Linked DNA regions of Sus scrofa: regions 2, 3, 4 and 5 are each linked to region 1. Evidence: chromatin contacts called from public Hi-C and HiChIP or PLAC-seq data. All regions are on one chromosome and are shown on one strand. The core of a region is the stretch at or near the end of the contact, and the rest is flanking DNA. Distances in the headings are between cores, read along the strand shown. Region 1 overlaps TRPM3 (transient receptor potential cation channel subfamily M member 3). Region 2 overlaps SMC5 (structural maintenance of chromosomes protein 5). Region 3 has its middle 70 kb from the start of KLF9. Region 4 overlaps KLF9 (Kruppel like factor 9). Region 5 has its middle 7.4 kb from the start of KLF9.

Evidence for each region. A called contact is a pair of places that touch in the nucleus more often than the background predicts. HiChIP or PLAC-seq counts read pairs in DNA pulled down with a chosen protein or histone mark.
Region 2: a Hi-C map of brain shows a contact between it and region 1, with 8 times the contacts expected there. The contact joins two enhancer-like sites. A contact is called at or near these places in 1 of 5 promoter capture datasets (liver), 27 of 47 Hi-C or Micro-C datasets (adipocytes, adipose tissue, alveolar macrophages and 17 more) and 2 of 2 datasets of contacts at active chromatin or transcription factors (alveolar macrophages and skeletal muscle).
Region 3: an H3K27ac HiChIP or PLAC-seq map of skeletal muscle shows a contact between it and region 1. The contact joins two enhancer-like sites. A contact is called at or near these places in 3 of 47 Hi-C or Micro-C datasets (embryonic fibroblasts and skeletal muscle) and 1 of 2 datasets of contacts at active chromatin or transcription factors (skeletal muscle).
Region 4: a contact with region 1 is called in an H3K27ac HiChIP or PLAC-seq map of skeletal muscle. The contact joins two enhancer-like sites. A contact is called at or near these places in 2 of 5 promoter capture datasets (liver and skeletal muscle), 7 of 47 Hi-C or Micro-C datasets (brain, embryonic fibroblasts, omental adipose tissue and 3 more) and 2 of 2 datasets of contacts at active chromatin or transcription factors (alveolar macrophages and skeletal muscle).
Region 5: an H3K27ac HiChIP or PLAC-seq map of skeletal muscle shows a contact between it and region 1. The contact joins two enhancer-like sites. A contact is called at or near these places in 2 of 5 promoter capture datasets (liver and skeletal muscle), 16 of 47 Hi-C or Micro-C datasets (brain, embryonic fibroblasts, fibroblasts and 7 more) and 2 of 2 datasets of contacts at active chromatin or transcription factors (alveolar macrophages and skeletal muscle).

The regions. Positions count from the first base shown.
Region 1 is chr1:223,898,828-223,901,560 of Sscrofa11.1, reverse strand. The region is part of intron 21 of TRPM3 (transient receptor potential cation channel subfamily M member 3); the gene reads left to right. Among named protein-coding and RNA genes, the nearest start is that of KLF9, 150 kb to the right of the region's middle. Within about 2 kb of position 1,315, at least 37 of the 83 cell types and tissues checked have an H3K27ac peak or open chromatin away from gene starts, as enhancers often do. A contact at or near this core is called in brain, embryonic fibroblasts, liver and 4 more, where this site is marked.
Region 2 is chr1:223,645,442-223,648,174 of Sscrofa11.1, reverse strand. It overlaps SMC5 (structural maintenance of chromosomes protein 5), which reads right to left. Exons shown (of 24, transcript XM_021064744.1): 19 at 1,422-1,517; 20 at 827-931; 21 at 482-601. Among named protein-coding and RNA genes, the nearest start is that of SMC5, 87 kb to the right of the region's middle. Within about 2 kb of position 1,319, at least 6 of the 83 cell types and tissues checked have an H3K27ac peak or open chromatin away from gene starts, as enhancers often do. A contact at or near this core is called in brain, where this site is marked.
Region 3 is chr1:223,675,871-223,678,603 of Sscrofa11.1, reverse strand. No RefSeq gene overlaps it. Among named protein-coding and RNA genes, the nearest start is that of KLF9, 70 kb to the left of the region's middle. Within about 2 kb of position 1,368, at least 5 of the 83 cell types and tissues checked have an H3K27ac peak or open chromatin away from gene starts, as enhancers often do. A contact at or near this core is called in embryonic fibroblasts and skeletal muscle, where this site is marked.
Region 4 is chr1:223,733,783-223,736,515 of Sscrofa11.1, reverse strand. The region is part of intron 2 of KLF9 (Kruppel like factor 9); the gene reads left to right. Among named protein-coding and RNA genes, the nearest start is that of KLF9, 13 kb to the left of the region's middle. Within about 2 kb of position 1,360, at least 7 of the 83 cell types and tissues checked have an H3K27ac peak or open chromatin away from gene starts, as enhancers often do. A contact at or near this core is called in skeletal muscle, where this site is marked.
Region 5 is chr1:223,753,683-223,756,415 of Sscrofa11.1, reverse strand. No RefSeq gene overlaps it. Among named protein-coding and RNA genes, the nearest start is that of KLF9, 7.4 kb to the right of the region's middle. Within about 2 kb of position 1,320, at least 62 of the 83 cell types and tissues checked have an H3K27ac peak or open chromatin away from gene starts, as enhancers often do. A contact at or near this core is called in brain, embryonic fibroblasts, liver and 4 more, where this site is marked.

The DNA of each region.
Region 1 (2,733 bases), core at 66-2,565:
CTTTGGTGTGCGTTTATAAGGTTATAACTCCACCCGTGCTTAGACTCTTGTCTGTTTTCTGCTAGCATAGCTCTTGCCCTCAAGAAATTCTCCATTTGTTTTCACTGGCTATTTACACCTCTCTTTTCTGATAAACATGCCTTTTAAATATTTTCTACACTGAAAAATTTTTCTTTACGTCTTTTAAGTTTTCAGCTCTTAACTCCTGTTCTAACCCCTTAACTCTGGGTCTCTGTGCACACGGTCCTCCAATACCTGTGATTCTGAAAATGCATTTCAGCAGCTCTAAGAGGAACTGTGCTTTTTTTCACTAATTGACTCCCTCCCTTGGTTAATTCCTTCTCAACATTTCTTACTCCCATTTCTTACGTGCCAGCCTCTGCACCAGCCCTAGGCAAGTTGAACATATTTTTTTTATCCTTCAGGCTGAGGGCATGGATCCCCCTCTTTTCCCTCCAACCCCATACTGTCCCAGGAGCCATCAAAAAGCCACCCTCCTGTGACTTATTGGAAGTAACAGCTAGCCTTGGGAGACATCATAGACTCAGAACCCTTTGAGAGAATGTAGTCAAGCAGTAATCCACCAGAGGGCTCTGCAACCCTGCCCAACACTCCTGAATCCCATGCTCAAGCCCATCAGGGAAGCAGGTTCGTGTGGTATGAGGATTCCTCTGTATTTCCCCTGGAACTGCAGTCAGCTGGAGAGGATTTTCTGGAGGAATTAATCCCTATCAAGTCTATTGCAATCTCAAGAGCTGTGGAAAAACCCTGCTTGCTGTCCTATAGTGAGTGAGCAAATATATTGGGCTCCATAGTAAAAATTCCTACAGACCCACAAATTCACCCTTGCCCTCATTACTAAGACAGGTTAAGAGGACCTTACTGTCATAGGGCTTAGCTTTAAAATGTTCTCCGGAGGAAAAAAAGATGCCATCAAATTGGGGTCATTTTTTAAAAAAATATGCATAAATATTTAGAGCCCTTCTCATGGGTTTTTAAAGCGCTTTGGGGAATTTAAATTCTAACCAGCATGCCCCCATCCTGAGAGTTTGGAGGTGGGTACACTGGCCCCATTTTATAAGGGGCTTTTTTTTTTTTTTTTTTTTAAATGGATGCCTTTGCCTTGTTCCAACTAGTTGTCTACACTTAGGTTTTCCCATTCATAATGCCATCCACTTCCTGACCAGTGTTGTGCATTTCCCATTTGTAAACTGAAAAACAGTAATAAATTCGCTCTGGTCTTTGTGTAGCTCTCTGAGAACTGAGGCCACTGCTGCTAGGGCCTCTATTGCTGTGAAGTGCCAGCTCGCTGGCTTTGTGATTTAAAGCCCAGATGCATATTCCCTCCCCATGATAAGCAGAAAAGGGAAAGACTTGAGCAGGGCGACTGGAATCTCTCCAGGGACTAGACTGGAAGAAGACAGGGAGCAGTCTGTACTCCACGGACTGTTCTGGAAGAGGCTGCCAAGCCGGCGGGCTGCCAGGAATCTCAAGGCCTGGCTATCTATTTCTCCTGAGGCAGCATATAGCAGCAGGGAGGGCGGGCAGGGCTTTTTAGCCTGGGGTCAGCAGGGGGTCAACCTAGAGTCCTTGTTGAAGAAGAAGCTGTGGGGCTGGAAGCATTGGCTACCTAAGTACTTGACCTTTCCCTCTTCAGCCACTTGGTGAGGTGGCCCCCTTGCCAATTCCCCGGCATCCCTGGGCTCATTAGGGAAGTAAGAACTGCTCCTGTGCCTAGGATCCCTCCTTGCGCAGCCTCAGAGCACTCGGGCCCCCCAGACCTCAGTCACAAGGTCCTGGAAACAGGGGAAAGTTTCATGGGCTTCCCTGCCTTCCCAGGGCTATACAAGGAGGGCTTTGTGGTTTCCCACTCTGCCCACCCCTTCCCGGCACCACATACTTATGTGCATAGTCACTAAACAAGCCTGGTGATCCCTTAATAGCGCATAACTGCTCTCCCGTGAGGTAGGCGGGCCTTCTCTTCTGTGGGGCTGCCTCCTGCAGCTCCATTGGGAAAATGGTGGTTGGGAAGACATCCCCACTTGACTAGGTATGGGAACTAAGACTCAGAGATTAAGCAATTTTCCTGCATTCCACAGCTGCAAAGCAGAGGTGGGTCTTAAGCGGACTGACCCAGCTCTAGGTCCACTGCTCTTTCCACTCCCCCAGTGGTTGCAAACTGGAGCACTCCTCAGAGCCCTGGAATCCCAAGGTACCTAAGAGCTGGCTGGAGAAGGGAAGGTGCCCTTTTCACTCCTGTCTCACCCCAGTCAATCTGATCTTTTTTTATGTTGTGATTTCACAAAAATTTCATTGTTTTAAAAAGTTATACTATAAGCCTTAGCAAAAGGATAGAAAAACGCCAAAGCATTCACTACCCCCCAGCACTTGCTTGCGTGCCCATGTGCACCATTTGCTAGTTAAGATGGAGCTTGGGGGCCAGAAGCCGTCAGAACAATAACTGCTGCAGGAATTCCTCATGCGTAGAACAGTGGCTCCCAACTTGTCACTGGCATGACCTGGGAGCTTGTTAGAAATGGAAATCCTCAAACCCCACACCAGGCATACTGAAGCAGAAAGGCCAGGAGCATGGGCCCAGGCAATTGTGTTTTCACCAGCCCTCCAGGTGCTTCTGGTACATGCTAAGGGCCAGGGTTGAGGAATGAGGCTACCAGGTGGCCCCTGGTATCTTGCTCAAGCCCCAGTCCTTTCTTATTATGACCTCCCTTCCTT
Region 2 (2,733 bases), core at 70-2,569, 250 kb after region 1:
AAATCTTATTTTACCCAAAATTACAATGCATGAACATATATATAGCTTAAGAAATTAGTGCCAAACTTATGTTAGCTTTTATTCTTGTGAACTGTTAAAATTCTTGATCAAAAGAAAAAAAAAATGCCACCGATATTATACTTATTTCAGTTATGTTTGCCAATTTGTTTATGACTCTTCAGATGTGAGGAGGGATAGATTAAAAAAACAATGCATTTGTTCATTACAGCTGAATAACCATTACTTAGACTGGATACAAAAAGTTAGTAAGATTTTAGTCACTAATCCCAAATGTCACCAAAAAGGGGGGGAGGGGAGTGAGCCCAATGTAATCCCATATATGGTCTTTTCCTTCCTTTGAACAATTTTTTGGTAAGTAAAATTTTCCCAGATAAAACTCTAGAGTAAATTAAAAATTTACATGTACTTTTAGCATATAGTTAGAATTACTTGCCAAGAAACACTTTAAATGCAATTTTACCTCGTTTTCTGTATGGAGATCCACTTCACCAGCACACTGCATGGAACTAAAAAAATGGCTGAATTTTTCATTAATTTTTTCTACCAGCTCTTTTAAAGGATTAAGCCACCTTTCTTTTACCTACATGTAAAGGCAGTATAAAAACACAATTTAAAAGAAATGTTATTACATCGATATAATCTTTACATAGGACAAATTTAATATCATTATCAATCTGGTCACAAGAATATACATTGCATTTTTTTTTCTTAAAAGTTTATTATTTTATTTTGCATCATTCTACATTCCCATATGATGGAATGGTAAGCACATGACAAAAAGAAAAGATAAAGGCTGAATAATTACCTGTGAAATGTTTTCCCTATATTTATCCAGTTCAACTTTCTTTATCTTTAATTCCTCAGTTAATTGCTCTATTTCTTCTTCTCTTTTTGTGTACTCCTGAACAACCTGGCAGGAAAAAAATAATTCTTTAAAATAAATCTACAAGAGAATAAAATCATATGAAATTTTGCATCAATTAAAACATTACGTGAAAATGCCAACTGTGTTGAATTGTTTGTATGTAGTTAATTCATGTTCTTATACTAAAAATGCCATTTTTAATCCTTTAAAAAGAATAGACACTGCAGTATTTCAGGTTAGCCCAAGTATTCTTTTTATAAAGAAAAAGCACAGAACACTGTGTTCCTTAGGAAGAATCTATTTAAAATTCTAATAGATTCAGAATCTGGCATTTAAAAGCACATTGTTCCTGCTGTCTAGCTTATTATTACCAAGAGCTCTAGTACAGAGTGGGAGGGAAGTACTGGAGGGAACTGTGTGTGTGTGTGTGTGTGTGTGTGTGTGTGTGCGCGCGCGCGCGCGCATGCAGGCACAGGTGTTTAGGGGAGGGTGGTGGTGGTGGTGACTGCAATAGGAAGTAGGGAAAGAAGCATACTGTAGGATTCAGTCCTGTGAAGCAAGAAGCTCTTGATCTTTCTTCAGTTAATAAAGCATCAATTTCATCCAATGTATTTGGAAGATCTTGGAACGCCTAAAGAAGAAAAAAATTGTCCCCATTATAGATAATATAGTGAAAACAGTTCAATTTAAATAGTTAAAAGAAAAATATTCTGAGGGAGCATCTACTGTGTTCAACAGCATGCTAGCACACAAGGACTCAAATGAATTATAAATACAGCTTTTTGCTTTCAAAAAGCTTATACTTCAAAAGAAAACAAAACACATACACGTAGTAACACTGGATAATACCTTAAGGCAATGTATGGATGTTGAGTATTAAAATAGGCAGCACATATCATACAGATTATGGAATTTAGAGAAAGGAAGAACCAGTTCATGCTACAGGAGCTACAAGAGAGTAAGAGAGTTCAGAGGCCTAGAATTCATCTCTGGGTCTCAAGGCAAATGGCAGGGGAAAGCAAGGCAGAGGGGAGACAGGAGCTTGGAAAAAAGAATGAGCACTGCATACCATGGGGGGTGAGGAGTTGTGTCCATTTGGAATGGTGGGTACTTGCTGAATTGGTAGAATGGGTCCAGAATATGTGGGGCATTGAAAGAGAGCAAGAAGTTAGAACTTTATACTGTACTTATGAAGAACTATAAAAGCATCCTAAGAATGCAAATACTCTTGACAGTAGAATTTCACCACAATACTATGCATCTTTTGAGACCATGTCACAGAGACACATTAGAACAGATACTTTCCTGTGAGGGGAGGCAAGCAAAAAAAGGAAAATGTGCAAAAGTTTAAGTAATAAAATGACTCCTGAAACTTTAAAAAAAGATCCTAAAGGAGTTCCCATTGCAGCTCACTGGTTAACGAATCTGTCTAGGAACCATGAGGTTGCGGGTTCAATCCCTGGCCTCGCTCAGTGGGTTAAGGATCTGGTGTTGCTGTGAGCTCTGGTGTAGGTCGCAGATGTGGCTCGGATCCCACGTTGCTGTGGCGTAGGCTGGCAGCAACAGCTCCAATTAGACCCCTAGCCTGGGAATCTCCATGTGCTGCGGGTGCGGCCCTAGAAAAGACAAAAAAGACAAAAACAACAACAAAAAGATCCTAAACACTACATCTAATATCTTATATTTTCTTCCCCCCCTATCCTTTTAGAAAGGAGTTCAACTTCCATAGGACTTCAGATGACTGATAAGTAAATATACTGCTGAATCTGACTGGGCTACTGAGCTTTGAACTTATATGCCAAATATTTACTTGACTCCTCAATTTAAGACAGTCAAAGCGAAATCTT
Region 3 (2,733 bases), core at 119-2,618, 220 kb after region 1:
AAGTAATCTAGAGATGATTTAAAGTATAAGGGAAGATGTGTATAGGTTATATGCTAATACTACACCATTCCATATAGATGTGAACATCCATGGATTTTGGTATGCACAGGGGTCCAGGAAACAATCCACTGAGGATATACAGGAACATCTGTATATGGGAGTATGTTAACTATGCTAAGTCTGCACTGCTGTAACAGAGATGAAACAATGAAGTATGAAGTAAGTGGTTTAGCAAAGATGCTCATTTCTACTTACTACCCTCTGTGTGAACAGTTCAGGTCAATTTGAACAACTTTGCAAATGGGAACCAGCCCTGGGACCTGTGACTCAGCCTCCTTTATAGGCTCTGAACTGCATGTCAGGCTGTCCCGGGATAGCCTGTCTTCCTGATCTCAGGGCTTTGAAGACTTTTGCTTCATAATTACAACAGCCCCTTCCAATCTATGTCTTGTTTTGTGTCCAATTGATGTGGCTCCACTGTGCTCTCCCCGGCTGGTCTTAAGTCATGCCCAGCAAGGGACAGACATTTCTTGTGTGAATTGGGCTGCTATCATCACATTGCACATGGGTCCTTTATTTGTCCTCTCCTAGCAGTAGCGTGTGGAAGGCAGGGGTGTGGTCAATGGAGAGTGAAAACATGGTCTAGGAATGCAGTGATTCCAGCCTACAGAGCTCAAGAGAAGGCACTTCTGGGAAATATGTTGTTCTATTTTCATCTGTAAAATTCCGATTGGTAAATTTAACATGACTAGAAAATGGATGATGTTTCCTATTTTCCTGCATAGCCAGGGTAAGACCTGCATTTGTCCCCGTCATCAGTGAAGTACTATGATGCTCTGACGGTCACTGGGAGTCACTGGATGCTGTACTCTAGGGAGTCATAATGTAACCAGCATTAAATAAAATGACACTGGGAGCCTGCATAGGCAAGATAACCTATATCATTTCAGTAGAAACAAATGCCCAAGAGCTATGGTGTTTAAAGTAGTAACATCATTGCTCCTTCTTCTCCATGTGGAATATAATTATTAGCCAGGAAGGGTGATTTGACAATAAAGAGCAGGTTCCTGGACCCAAACAAGAAAATATGATGCACTTAGTGAAAAACAAGCAGATATTTCAGTACTTCTCTCTCCTCATTATTCTAAATATTCATCGGTAAACCACTACACCTTACATGGGCCGATATATTTTGTACTGCATTTTAAAGTTATTTACTTTGTAATTGGAAAAAAGTAAAGCTTTTGCAAAAGACTAGGAAGATTTACAACAAAGTTTTTTGTTTTTGACTACTCCACGGCATATGGAGTTCCTGGGCCGGGGCTCAGATCCAAACTGCCTCTGTGACCTAAGCTGCAGCTGCAGCAATGCCAGATCCCAAACCCACTGTGCCAGGCCAGGGATGAACCTGAGTCCCAGGACTCCCAAGACACTGCTAATCTGGTTGTGCCACAGTAGGATCTTCTATATCAAAGTTTTATAGTGATTGTGTCAGAGGGTTGACTTCATAAGAAACTTTGTTTTGTTTTTTTATATGTTCTAGAATGTGGTCACAATAAACAAGATAATAATAACTTAGATATGGCCACATGGCTAGCTAAGTAGAAGAAACAAATTCTCCTTAAGTCTAAAACTCATACTCTTTTCTCTTAAAATAAAAAAAAGTTTAAAAAATAAGTAAATATAAGGTACATAATTCAAAACATACAAAAAAGCTGGCGAGAAATAAATCTTCCTCCCACTCTGCTGTTCAATTTTCTACTTCTTTTCCTCAGAGGCAGCCACTGTTGGCTGTTAGTTTCTTTGTATCCTTCAAGAGGCAGAAAATATAGCTCTGTGTGTGTTTGTATTTTTTCTTTTTAACTGCGAATAATAAATGCACACACACACAGTTTAATAATTTGCTCTTTTCATTGCCATAGCTTGGAGATCTGATCATGTCAGAGCCGACAGCTGTACTGTATTCTACTACATGAGTCTTTGCATCATAATTTATTAACCCATTCTCAATCTATTGCTATTTCAAACAATATTTATTGAACATAATATTCTCACACATATGCTTAGAGATACATGTAAGAGTATATAGGTGGGATAAGTTGCTATAAGTGGATTTGCTATGTCAAAGTAGATATCTGTTTAAAATAGATCCCTAAATGACTCACTACTGAGGTTATCCCAGTTTTACACTCTCACCAAAAATGCTTATATATCTTTCACCACAAGCTTGCCTACCTCTTGAGTGTTGCCATTCCCCAGGCTCTTTTCATAACAGCATACTACCTGGCTCTGAGTCCCAATTCCAACATTTCTTAAGTCTGTGACTTTGAACACTTCAGCTTAATCTCTTTGATTCTTCTTCCTTAATGAAGATAATATGCATTATCCACAGCTACTATCAAAATCAATGGTGATGTGTGAAAGACCAACAGTACACACGGACTCAATATTTTTATATATTCTACCTATAAATAGCTCTTGGACTTTTCCTCCACTTCTTCACTTCTATTCTTAGCACGGCAACTGTTCAGGCTTTATTATTCACCTACTTGCTTTCAGTATCTTTTTCACAAGCCCTTCCTCCCTTCCCCCTAATCTAATGATCAAGTGGATCTCCCTGAATTCAAGTTCTAGCTTCTACTCTCCCGATTTAAAAAAAACAAAAACACAGCAAAACCAAACACAAACCTGTATGAGTAAGAGAATATTCTGTACTTTATTCTCCATTACCTA
Region 4 (2,733 bases), core at 111-2,610, 170 kb after region 1:
TAATGAAAATAAGCAGAATGACAACCAAACAGCTGCTTTCTCTCTTTGGCGTTGCAAATCATAGCCTAGGCCAGCCATAGGATGCTTGTCTGCTGAGCATTAGCCACTGAAGCAGGGGTTCCCTGGTGTGAAAGAAACATGGGCTGTGCCCCTCTGACCTGTGTCATTTCTTCTCAATGTCCTGCTTGTGCCCAGATTTTAAAGTACTGTCCAGGCATGCCTGCCCCCAGAGGGCTGAGAGAGTTAGGCGGGGGCTGTTTGGTAAGAATTGGACAGCTCAACCCTGCCATTCTTCATGGTCTTTCGTGACCATTAGTGGCTCACTCTGTTAAAGCTAGAAAGATCTGCCTTATGGTGACCCATGTGGCATGTATGAATAGGATCTATAGTCATTGCAGCCTTACTCTGGTGCTAGCAGTGTCAGAGGTTGAGCCCAGAGAGAAAAAGCTGGACACACGAGATGGAGCAACAGCAATGGTCACCCTGAGTGCCATGACCTGGCTGGCAGGTAGAGGAGGTATTCACCGACCAGGCAATGGTCTTGTCTCTTGTGTTTTCCTGTTTTGCTTGTCGTCTTTTCTGAGTCAAAGGCTTCAGCTCTCTGGATGGCAGTTGCCACCAGGCTGGAAGCTGTGGGTGCTACATATAATGTCACCTAAATACATACACAGAGAGGTTATCCTTGTGTTTGCTAAGGCTGCCAAAAGTCTCGGTGGCCCTTGGAAGGCAACCATGTGCATTGGGTAAGAATTTCCCAGTCATAAGCCTGCGGTGTACAAAATGGGAACTGCTAGTAGCCAGAACTGAGTTCTCAAGCCCTCCCACCCCACCACCATTTCTGCTTTTGGTTGACCAACTTTATCTTGGCAATTCAGGATCCCTCAGTCTCTTTGTGTTGTTTTATTCTCTTTTGGGTACATGTTGACAAGATCAGAGTTCTCTGTCCCTCTCCTTTTGCCTTTCTTCCTGGGAGTGAACTGTTTGATGGGCAAGAGCCTCACCTCTTAGCATCAGTGGAGGGCTGTCCACTCACGTGGCATTCTTTGACCTTGGCGGTCTCCCCCAGGTTATCATGCACCAGGTGGGGGTCCCGGTCCTCACATGTAGGCGTCTTCTGTACAGGGGTGCAGGCATTAGATCCCTGCTGTGTGCCTCATCCTCTTGTGGCATCCTCCCAACTTGTAACATCTCAGGAACACACAGTCCCCTCCCCCACCCACATGAGGAGGGATGGGAAAGAAACTTTGAGGCATACACTTGAGACCCTTTTCTCAGCATGACTGCCCAACTCCTTGGGTGCCCTGGTGTGGGTGGGGACTTCCCTATGGGGACAGGCTGCAGGCATGGGGTGGGCCATGCAGCACTGGCTGCTCTGCCTGGTGCTACCCAAGCCTGTTTCTAAAAGGAGAGCAGAGAACACCTGCACTTCTCAAGAAACCTCTGCTTCTGTTCCCTAAACACAGCCCCTCCAATTTCTCTCTCTCCGGCTCAGATCTCAATAGGAAGCTCTGGCATATTAAGAAGTTTAAGGATTTCAAGGTCTGCCTAACATTTTTAAAACTCTGTCTTGAAACTTCATGCATAGCAACAACTTACTTGTTTTAACCTGTCTTTGCCCTCCCCGAGGCAATGTATGTGGAAGGGAGAGCCTAGGAGTAAGATGTTTAGAGAAATAGGAAAAAGGCTCTCTCTACACTTAGTTAGGTCTTGTGTTCTTCTTTCACTTCTAAACTCAATACTAAAGCAGGAATTTGAAAACTGGTTCTGATCTAAAGTTGTCCTGGGCAAGTCAGCAGCCCTCTGACTGGGCTTCATCTGAAACAGGACAGATTTGAATTAGATGTCATTAAAAAAAAAAAAATCACTCAAAATGCAAAGATTCTAAGAATCTACCTTCCTCAGCCTTATTTTGGCATCAAACATATGTCCTGTTCAACATTTAGTGCCTAGTAGATTATTTATTTATTATCTCTCTTTCCCACAAAGAACTGGGCAGAGGCAGCACAGTCTGAGATAGGAGCAAGAACGCAAATGTAGGAATTGGCCAATCTGGGCCTGGACCTAGCCGTGTGGACATGGGGCGTGGTCCCCTCACCTCTCTGCCATTGCGGAGTTGCTGAGGTGGGGGCCAGGTAACAGAGACATCAAGTCACAATAATACACAGGAGGTCCTGCCATGGATCAGCAGTAACGAACCCCACTAGTATCCATGAAGATGCGGATTCAATCCCTAGCTTTGCTCAGTGAGTTAAGGATCTGGTGTTGCTGTGAGCTGTGGTGTAGGTCACTGACACAGCTTGGATCCCACATGGCTGTGGCTGTGGCCTAGGCCAGCCACTACAGCTCCAATTCAACCCCTAGCCTGAGAACTTCCATATGCTGCATGTGTGACCCTAAAAAAAAAAAAAAAAAAAAAAGTAATGGTATATAAAAAAATTTTTTAACTTATAAAAAGAAAAAAGGCATAATGACATATGTCTTGCTGACCTAAACAGTCAAGACTCTATTGTCTGCCACCTTTATTTCTGAGTTTCTGGCATCATCTCACAGGTAAGTTGAGTTTGGGGATGTGGAAGCAATACTTGGACAGACTTGCTTCCGAATACCTAGACACCAGCTTCCAGTGAGGAAGTACTGCGGGACAGATGTTACAGACGCCCACTTCTCAGTGCAGAACCTCAAGAATGGGAAGGGCTGCTTTCCACAGATAAACACAGGGACCAGGAAGTAAAA
Region 5 (2,733 bases), core at 71-2,570, 150 kb after region 1:
GGTAGAGGGAGAAATGAGTACAGTTTAGATACTAGGGTTTCAGGTGCCCCCTTATTCACAGGGATAATACATTCACAGAAAATGTTGACAGGAATGAGATGGGGGTGGGGGACTGTGAATCAAGTATTGGAATATCCAGGGTATCAGGGGGAGAGTTTCACAGGAGAGAGATCTGGCAGAATGCAGCAAAAAGCAAGATATGGTGTAGTCTGATGGTGGCAGGTACTTCGGAGTAGCTTGGGGCTTTAAAGCTGGAGGGCAGAGGGAAAAATAGTCTCACTTGGGTAGAAGTAATTCTCCAGCTGTAGGTGGATCTGCTCTGCTCTGAATTCCACTCTCTTGCATTTCAATAAGCTCTCTTCCTTGCCTTGGCTCTGAGAGGCCTTCCAGAGTGAGGGATTTATTGGGGGTTATAGGGTCAGAAGGAAACCAGGGAACTGTTGGGACTTTCATTCCCTCTTGTCTGCTACCAAAATACCAAGGCAGTGTTTTGGATATTTAAAAGAACATTTAAGAAGCCCTTGTTTGTTTCTGCCACTGTGCAACATTTGTGCTTCTGAAGGACAGGGAGCTGGTAACCATGGCAGTGGTGTAGAGCAGTGGTGAAGAGGTGGCTTTTAAATGGGGGAACTTCAGGCAGGGAGCACCCCAGAGCTCAACCCTCATGGCCTCGTCAGAGCTCTGTGTTCATTCAGCTTACTTAGGGAGAGAGGTTGAATCCTTCCCCACTGGGAAGCAAGCTTTGAAAGGGAAGGTTTTGCCAGACTCCATAGGGAGAGGGTGTGTGCCTGTAAGCAGGTTTCAGGGATCCGCCTGAAAACCTTGGGTCAGCAGGGAAGTTTGGGCACTCTTTCACGAACAGGACAGCCTGTGATGGCAAATGAGGCAGCACTGCGGCATCCTGGATGCCGAAATCTTACACACTGTCAGCTCTCACTGCCCAGCCCTGGACAGGTGGCCACTCACGGGGGTGGCCCAGAGCCCTGGCCAAAAAGGCAGCCAGGCCATCCCCCACAGGATGATATCTTGTGCCAAGGGGGGGAGAGGAAGAGGGAAAAAAGGAGGAAGGGAGGCCTCTTCCACATTCCTTGACAGGGAGCCCCAAGAGCCTTTCCAGGACAAAGAAGTGCCCCAAGTGGATCCAGGGCAAGGCAGGGCAAGGCAGGGCAAGGCAGGCCAGGGCAGGGCAAACCCGGGCCACAGCTCCGGTCCAGGGAAATCTCATGACTGCAGTGTTTTGCCGCAGGTTTCCCAGCTGCTGGGGCGGGTGGAGGCAGCATGGGGTGGTGGGGGTGAGGAGGAGGGAAGTAAACAGGAGACCACAGAGAGAGCCAGTTCCCTGTGTTCAGAGAACACCAGCCGCCTCCGGTCCCCGGTGGGTGGCTGTATGTGTGGAAACGAAACTGGGAGGGGAAGGGAGAGCGGGAAGAGTAAGCAAGGGCTTCTCGGCTGTTATCCACCCACCTCGCCTTTCCTGACCCACCAGCCCACTCCCCTCCGTGGTGAGAGGGAGACGGTTCACAAAGCGCCCACCCCCAAGTATGCGCAGCTGGTTCAGCTGTCGGTGATTCAGACACTGTCTCAGCAGCTTGTCACCCGCGCTCAGGAGGGGAAAGGGGGGGGGCTTGGGAAGGGGAAGGAAGGGTGAGTGGTACTCACCAGCATTGGCCTGGGCATGGGATGCCGCCTGGGGCTGGGAACAAGGGGTATCTACCTTCCAACACCTACACATTTCTCCGCCGGGTCCCCACGACCACGGGGTAGCAAGGGTGGGATGAGAGCATGGGGTCACATCCTAAGGGGGAACTGAAAACAAGGAAGGCGATGGGAGGGAGGTGGGGGTGTACTGCAGCGGGAAGCAATGCGGTGCGGGGCTGGCGGGGGCCGCAGGGCAGGCGGCTGCCCGCCGCCTGCCCGCGCGGGGTTATGCGAGGTAACCGCGAGCCGGGAGAGGGAGGAGGCGGCGGGGGCCGCGGGCCGGGGTGTCTGGCGCTCGTTGGACAAAGAGATGATGAAACGTGAGCGCTATATTTACCAAGGGGGTGGAGACCGGGCGGGGGGCGGGGGTAAAAAGGACAAACTGTTCCACAACAACCACAGGAAACACAGCCCATCTGACTCACCGGGAGGGCCGCGCCGACCCCCTCGCAGGCTTAGCCTAGAGGCTGGCGCGGGACTGGAGGGCGCACAGGGTTCCCGACCGACCAAACCAGGCACTACCGCTGGGGGATGGGTTGGCTTATATAAATAAAGGCACCTTAGATCCTAGAGCTGCTTGCGTGTGTGTGGCTTTTGTGGGGCAGGTTAGAGCGCGGAACGGCACGAATGTTTCCTAACCTCGTGGCCCGGCCATCGCGGGAGAGGTTGGCCTGCAAACTCTGCGAGCACGATTCCTGCAAAGTCATCTCCTCCCGCACAGCCCGGCCAGCCGGCCTGCCCCGCCCGCGGCCAGCAGTACACGCCTCCCCCGCTTCCCTCTCCCTCGCCTGCCGGAGCCCTGCTCGCGCGCTCAGAGTTGGGGTGCGGTATGGGCTATGTTTAGAAGCTGATGTCATCCGACACCCTACTCCGCAATGTTCCCAGGGGGACCGCAGGGAAGGTTTTCCTCTTCCTCGCGGGCTTGGGTGATGGAAAAGGTGCCTCACCCCCTTGACCCCCCCCCCACATACCTATCTTACCCCGAATCAAAAAAAAAAAAAAAATCACTGCAACCCCGCCAGAGTTATAAAACAG